2 separate regions of the Mus musculus genome follow, and region 1 is linked to region 2. A link is a contact called in public HiChIP or PLAC-seq data. All regions are on one chromosome and are shown on one strand. The core of a region is the stretch at or near the end of the contact, and the rest is flanking DNA. Distances in the headings are between cores, read along the strand shown. Region 1 overlaps Camk1d (calcium/calmodulin-dependent protein kinase ID). Region 2 overlaps Camk1d (calcium/calmodulin-dependent protein kinase ID).

Evidence for each region. HiChIP or PLAC-seq counts read pairs in DNA pulled down with a chosen protein or histone mark.
Region 1: an H3K27ac HiChIP or PLAC-seq map of heart atrium shows a contact between it and region 2, with 6 times the contacts expected there. The contact joins two enhancer-like sites. A contact is called at or near these places in 11 of 39 promoter capture datasets (the 3T3-L1 cell line, 3T3-L1-derived adipocytes, the HPC-7 cell line and 7 more), 2 of 484 Hi-C or Micro-C datasets (nephron progenitors and pancreatic cancer cells), 10 of 115 datasets of contacts at active chromatin or transcription factors (bone marrow-derived macrophages, double positive thymocytes, embryonic forebrain and 7 more) and 1 of 9 other capture datasets (pancreatic islet).

What each region holds. Positions count from the first base shown.
Region 1 is chr2:5,699,890-5,703,222 of GRCm38.p6, forward strand. All of the region lies in intron 1 of Camk1d (calcium/calmodulin-dependent protein kinase ID), which reads right to left. Among named protein-coding and RNA genes, the nearest start is that of Camk1d, 13 kb to the right of the region's middle. Within about 2 kb of position 1,327, at least 12 of the 459 cell types and tissues checked have an H3K27ac peak or open chromatin away from gene starts, as enhancers often do. A contact at or near this core is called in heart atrium, where this site is marked.
Region 2 is chr2:5,518,107-5,521,039 of GRCm38.p6, forward strand. The region is part of intron 2 of Camk1d (calcium/calmodulin-dependent protein kinase ID); the gene reads right to left. Among named protein-coding and RNA genes, the nearest start is that of Gm36853, 37 kb to the left of the region's middle. Within about 2 kb of position 1,410, at least 26 of the 459 cell types and tissues checked have an H3K27ac peak or open chromatin away from gene starts, as enhancers often do. A contact at or near this core is called in heart atrium, where this site is marked.

The sequences.
Region 1 (3,333 bases), core at 77-2,576, 180 kb after region 2:
GACCCAATATGCCCCACCCTCAGCTCTGCCTGCCTCGCTGATAGGGACACATGACCTGTGATCCACAACACAGCACAGCGGAAGGAAAGCAGGCAGAGGGAGCAAAAGGACTATCCACTCCACGCAGCATTTCTCAGCAGCCCATCACATCCACAGGAGAATTCACACCTGCAACGTGAAGCCCAAGGCCACAAGCGTGTGAAAGCAAGGACCAAGGCAAAGCCCACAAAACAGCCTGCACTCTAGGAACCATGACTGCACCAGAGCTGCATTTGTGCTTCCCAACATTCAGTGTCTACACCCACAAGGCACGGCAAGAAAAATCTCAGCCAAAGAGCTACGGACCTGGGTGTTGTCAGGTTTCTTCATGGAACCTTGGACAGGTCACTTGATCGCCAGGCTCCTGGTTTTACAGCCTATATAAGAAGATTGCTGGGGGACTTGTTCTCCATGCCCTAAGAAAGACACCACCATCTAATTGCAAGATGCGATGATTCCAAAAATCCTCTCAAGGAAGTGTACCAGTCAGCTTTCTGTCACTATAACAAAGACTAGAGACCAAGAGAAGGGGTCTCCTTGGGCTCAGTTTTGGCAGTACGGGGCCGATAGCCCTGTTGATTTTAGTCCTGTCATAAAATAGCATATCATAGTGGAGCAGATGGGGGAGCAGATGCTTACCTGGTGGCCAAACCCAAGAGGAAAATAGATTCACAGCGTGGAGTCCCAACATCACCCCTAAAGACCTCTCCCTAGAGCCCAGCTTTTGAAAGGTCTACCACCTTCCAGCAGTATCAAGACAGGAGCCAGCCTTTAACACAGAAATATTTGGTAAACATCTAAGATCCAAACCACAGAAGATGGAGACATAGTGCCTGCCTAGCCTGCAGGAGACCTGGCCTTCAATCTTCAGTACCACATAGATCAACTGTGGCCCATGTGTACAAACCCAGCATCTGGAAGGTAGATGCAGGAGGATCCGCAGTTGAGAGTTTATCTACAGCTACACAGCACATTTGGGGCTACATGAAACCCCATCTTAAAGGAAAAAAATAACATGGCTAAGAAGGTGGCTTAAAGGTATGAGGTATTTGCACTTTGTCAGAGGAAAGGGCTGAGTGTGAAATGGTATTTATTCTGTCACCTATCATGGGGCAACTGAGAAGCCACTCCTATCTTGTCCTATCAGGGACAGGCTGCCACATGTGGGTGTGATTATTGTTTATCTCCATTTGCTCATGTGTATTATTAGCTCTCTACAAGCCTGTTAAGTGGCATCTCATCCTGACACCAGGTTCCATCACACTGCTGAGTCTGGGGACATCTTTAGAGGTGGTGATCACAGCAGAAGAGGTGATCATGACAGTAAGTCAAGGAATGCCACCACCACACTGGCCAAGCTAGCACAAAATACAGATACGCCTCACACCGCCAGTCATTCGTGGCACTCAACCAAGACAGCCGCCACCATATCCACAGCCAACATCAAACCTGTGTGCAGTGCCCAACCACAGCTGCCAGGAGAACGGCAAGAGATCAATAATATCACCAATCAATAAATATCCACTGCCCTATCACAACCAAGAGGCTGCCCCCATTAAACTTCAGGAGCATCCATTTCCTGGAGAAACTGATATCCCAAGGTTCATCCAGCCATCCAGTCCAATCTTCTTTAGGCCTGCTGTGAGATGTGTCTCCAGAGCTCTCATGGAGAAATTGATTGCACAAAGCCATCCACTAATAGCATTTGTAGATGGGGCCTATGAGAAGTCATCAGGATTGAAGAAGAACATGGAAGTGGTCCTCCATAATTTTAATAGTGGCTTTCTAAAACAAGCAATCCATACAGAGGCAGAGGCAGAGGCAAGACACAGAAAGCCAGAGAGAGAGAGAGAGAGATACACATATACATACATAGACACAAACACATACAGGGGGAGAGAGTCAGAGAGAGACAGAGAATAAGAGAACTTTCTAGAACATCTCCTACCTGCAAATAAAGCCCACCAGATACCAAGCAAATGCACGAGTTACGTTCTTGAAGCTCTAGAATTGTAAGACAAGCAAGTAAAGATCTTTTCTTTGTAAATTATCTAGTCTATACTTTGCCGTTACAGCTACAGAAAATGTACCAAATACCCTTTCATGGTTTTTAAATTCTCTCACTAGATAATATTTATTTTTACTATTTCTTTTTGTTAAAGATTTACTTATTTATTTTATGTATGAGCACACTGTAGCTCATCTTCAAACTATAGCTGTCTTCAGACACACCAAACAAGGGCATTGGATCCTATTACAGACAGCCGTGAGCCACCATGTGATTGCTGGGAATTGAACTCAGGACCTCTAGAAGAGCAGTCAGTGCTCTTAACCACTGAGCCATCTCTCCAGCCCTATTTCTTTTCCAAAGTTTCCCTTACAGTGTCAATCACTTAACAACTAATACTGAAAACAATGTAATAATAGTAATAAATAATGACAAGAAGGAGGAGAAGGAACAGAAGGAGGAGGAGGGAGAGGAGAAAGAGGAGGAGGGAACGGAGGAAAAGGAGGAGGTGAAGCAGAAGCAGAAGCAGAAGCAGAAGCAGAAGCAGAAGCAGAAGCAGAAGCAGAAGCAGAAGCAGAAGCAGAAGCAGAAGCAGAAGCAGAAGCAGAAGCTGAAGAAGAAGCAGCACCTAGTAGGGCCAGATAGATTATTATACTAAGAAACTCTGGGGGAAGAGTCAAGGTCACTATATGCCCAATTTAAGCGCCTTCTCAAAAGATGATAGCTTCATTTTCAAAGGTGAGCATATTGCTAACATGATAAAGGCTTGTTCATAAAGCTATCATCTTTATAATAGAATAATGCCTTCTGGGTGACATAGGCCTCATTATATACTGTCTCACAGCTGGCTTGGCTCATTTGGGACTTATAAAATGTCTGTAATGTGGGCATATGATTCACGTGGATCAAGGTAATCAAGTCATACTGAGGCAGAGATCAAGATTCTCGGTCCTCCAAGAAGTGGGAGTGAGGGGGGGAGGTGAATGGGGGGGCTCTGGGGGACTTTTGGGATAGCATTTGAAATGTAAATGAAGAAAATACCTAATTAAAAAAATTAATTAAAAAAAAGATTCTGGGTCCTACTAACAGAGCTAGCAAGAAAGGGCAGGTTCCCATCCTCTATGCCCCCCTGAATTTGCCCAAGTTGAAATTTGCTCAGGACTCTCACAAGTAGGTTACTAAACATAGGGCGTATGGGATGGACCCAGATGGAGGCCTAAAATCATTGCTCCCTCCCGGCCAGCAGTTTCCGACAGACTGCGCTGTCCTGCCACAGGTATCCACAG
Region 2 (2,933 bases), core at 160-2,659:
ACAGTGTTTGCTGCCCACCCATTAGCCACTGCAGAGACCATTTTGTTGTTACCAGTTATCACAATGACTGTCAGAGGCCATAGTGTTTATATAAAAGGTTCAAGAAGGACCCTAATATGGATCCTGGGGAGTAAGAAGTTTATTAAAAGAATTTCTTTGACACAGTGGATAGACAGACAGACAACAGTATAGCAGGAGCTCTGAGGAGGGTTCAGACCCCAGCACCAAGAAAGACTTGGGGCATGGAGAAGGCTTTGAAGAGAGGAGAGCAGGGCCCCATGATAAGAGTCTTGTCTTAGAGCTTTCCAAGGATGTGGTGGTTTCACTACATAGCCTTGTAGCCTGGCTTTCTAATTTCCAGACAGGAATTGGGATAACAGGGAGAAAGTGAGGCCTCCGAGTACCCGCTTTGACATAAACTCACTTCCCCAGGCAAAAAATCCTGGAACTTGGATTGTTAGAGTCCTAGGTCATGCTCCAGTAGGCTGCCTGTGAGAAGGGGACTGGCTACTGCAGATCCTGTGGCCTGAGCAGCAACTGGATTCAGATAGCCATTCTTTCAGCAGGACCCAGTACCTTGGGCAGCACAGTGCATCAACGTAAGAGCTGTCTTCAATTCCCAGAACCGACACTTAAAAATGGACAAAAGTCAGGCATGGTGGCATGTACGTGAATTCCAGAACTGGGAGGATGAAGACAGCCTTCTTCCTGGGATTTGCTGGCCAACCTGACTAGTGTGATTAGGGAGCCTCACGATCCAATCATCATCATCATCATCATCATCATCATCATCAATGTTACTTAAGGAACAAGACCTTAAAGTTGTCCTCTGGCCTCCACTTGAAAGCATACATGTATGATATATGTATATATATAACACATATGCACATGCACACACACACACATGGAAAAGTAGAAGAGATGAAGGGAGGGAGGAGGGCAGGAGGGAGGGAGGGACAAATGAGCCTTGAAGCCCAATTACACAGGTGCAGATGTGGCCGCAAGGTCATAACCAGACAAAGCACCTAAGCAGGTAGAGCCGGGCTCTTTCCTGGGTCTCTTCCTGTGTGACAATGCAGTCACCAAAAGGAGAAAAGAAAGGTTATTCATCAGAGCTTACTATAAAGGGAGTTAGACACTGTCACTGTGTTTGGCAGAGACTCAAGAGAAAGCAGCCAGAGAAGTGGAGCAGGAGGCTTTGTAGCAGAAAAAAGGGAAGGCTTAGCTGTCCCCTGAGTGAAGACGGCTGGCCTGGTGACACTCGAGGCCTGGGATCTCTGCAGGAGCGCCTGGAACAGCAAGGCTCCCGTGTGACTGGGAGCATTATGTACCTGCCCCCCATTGGTTCTACGTTGGAAATGAGGACAAAAATCAGGGCAGCTGGCACTTATTGATCAAGTCCTTGTCGTTTGGACCAATCAGGATGGGGGTTATTGTCAGGTTTCCTTGGCCAGTCGACACAGACTTGAGGCTGGAGCTCTGTAGCGACATCTGATCTGGCTGTTAGCCATTGGTCCAATCATTTCTTTCCCAACACTATTCTAGGTTGGACACTGGCAGAACAAACCACTCAGAGCAGTTTTCTTGAAAATGGAGTGAAGATAGTTCAGAAAGTAGAGAGAAAACAAAGTAGCCCCACAATTCTAACAGGATGGGAGGAAAAATCAATTCCCCAGGCTGGGAGGGTGGTTCAGTCAGTACTTGCTAGCTTGTTAGCTGAGGACGTGATTTTGATCCCCAGCACCCATCTCAAAAGCTGAGCAGGCTGGGCCAGTGCTAGAGGTGGTGGGGAGGCAGAGACCACGGGCATCCATCTTTGAAACTCACTGGCCAGTCAATCTACCTGAGTCAAAGAGAGACCGTGTCTCAAAAAATGTCATGAAAAATGACTAAGGAAGGCTCTCCCTGTTGACTCTGGCATCCAGTCATGTGCATCTGAATGTGAAGATGCTCGCTCACACACACACACACACACACACACACACACACACACATGCACTCACACACGCATGTACATGCACACATACAAATGCATATCCACACACACAAGTATGTGCACACATGCATATGCATACACACATTCAAATGTGCATGTGAATATATGTGCACACATACACACATTCCATTTCTCAAGGAAAATCAGTAGCAGAAAGATGGATGAAATTCATTTAGCCATATAGACCTCCAACTGACCTGGAACTTATTATGTAATCTAGGCTAGCCTAAAACGCTTCATTGTTTAGTTTGGTATGATCTGGCCTCAGCCCCTGAAATGCTATCATCAAGCCAAGTAAATGTGTGAGAAGCGTCAGAAGGAACGTGCGCCTCTCTGCCCCAGGTCCGGTGAAGCCTCTCACCATCACCGACTAAGGAGTGAGAATTCTCCAACAGCCAACATTAGCTTTGAAGGCTGCCAACAAAGATAATACTTATTCGTGTACAGACATTTCATTTTAAAATAGCAATGAGAGCACATGCATAAGACCTTGGATAGAGCCCCAGCTTCCTCACAGGCATCTCCTGGGAATCTCACAAACAAGACTATTAACTCTGTTTACAGTAAGGATTCCTTCCTAGATCCTTCTAATCTAGAGTTTCATGTTATCAAGTAGAGTCCTGTCGGGGGCCATTCAGGAGCCACCCTGTGACCTCATTAGTTTCCTTAAGAACCCTTTGAAGATAATAGCTTCAAATCCCTTCGAAATCGCAGATCATACAATTGTAAAGACCATGAAGTGTGATTCTCTTAAAGAAGCCCACACAGCATCAAAAGTGCCTTTCTCTCTTAAACCTGCACTTCAACTCTATTAAGCATCTCTTTTGGGGCCAAGGAGGTGACTCAATGGGTAAAGTGCTTGTTATGTGAACAAGAGGGCCTGAGTTCAAATCACCAGCCTCACAAGGAACCCAAGAACAGTGGCATATGTTTGGAA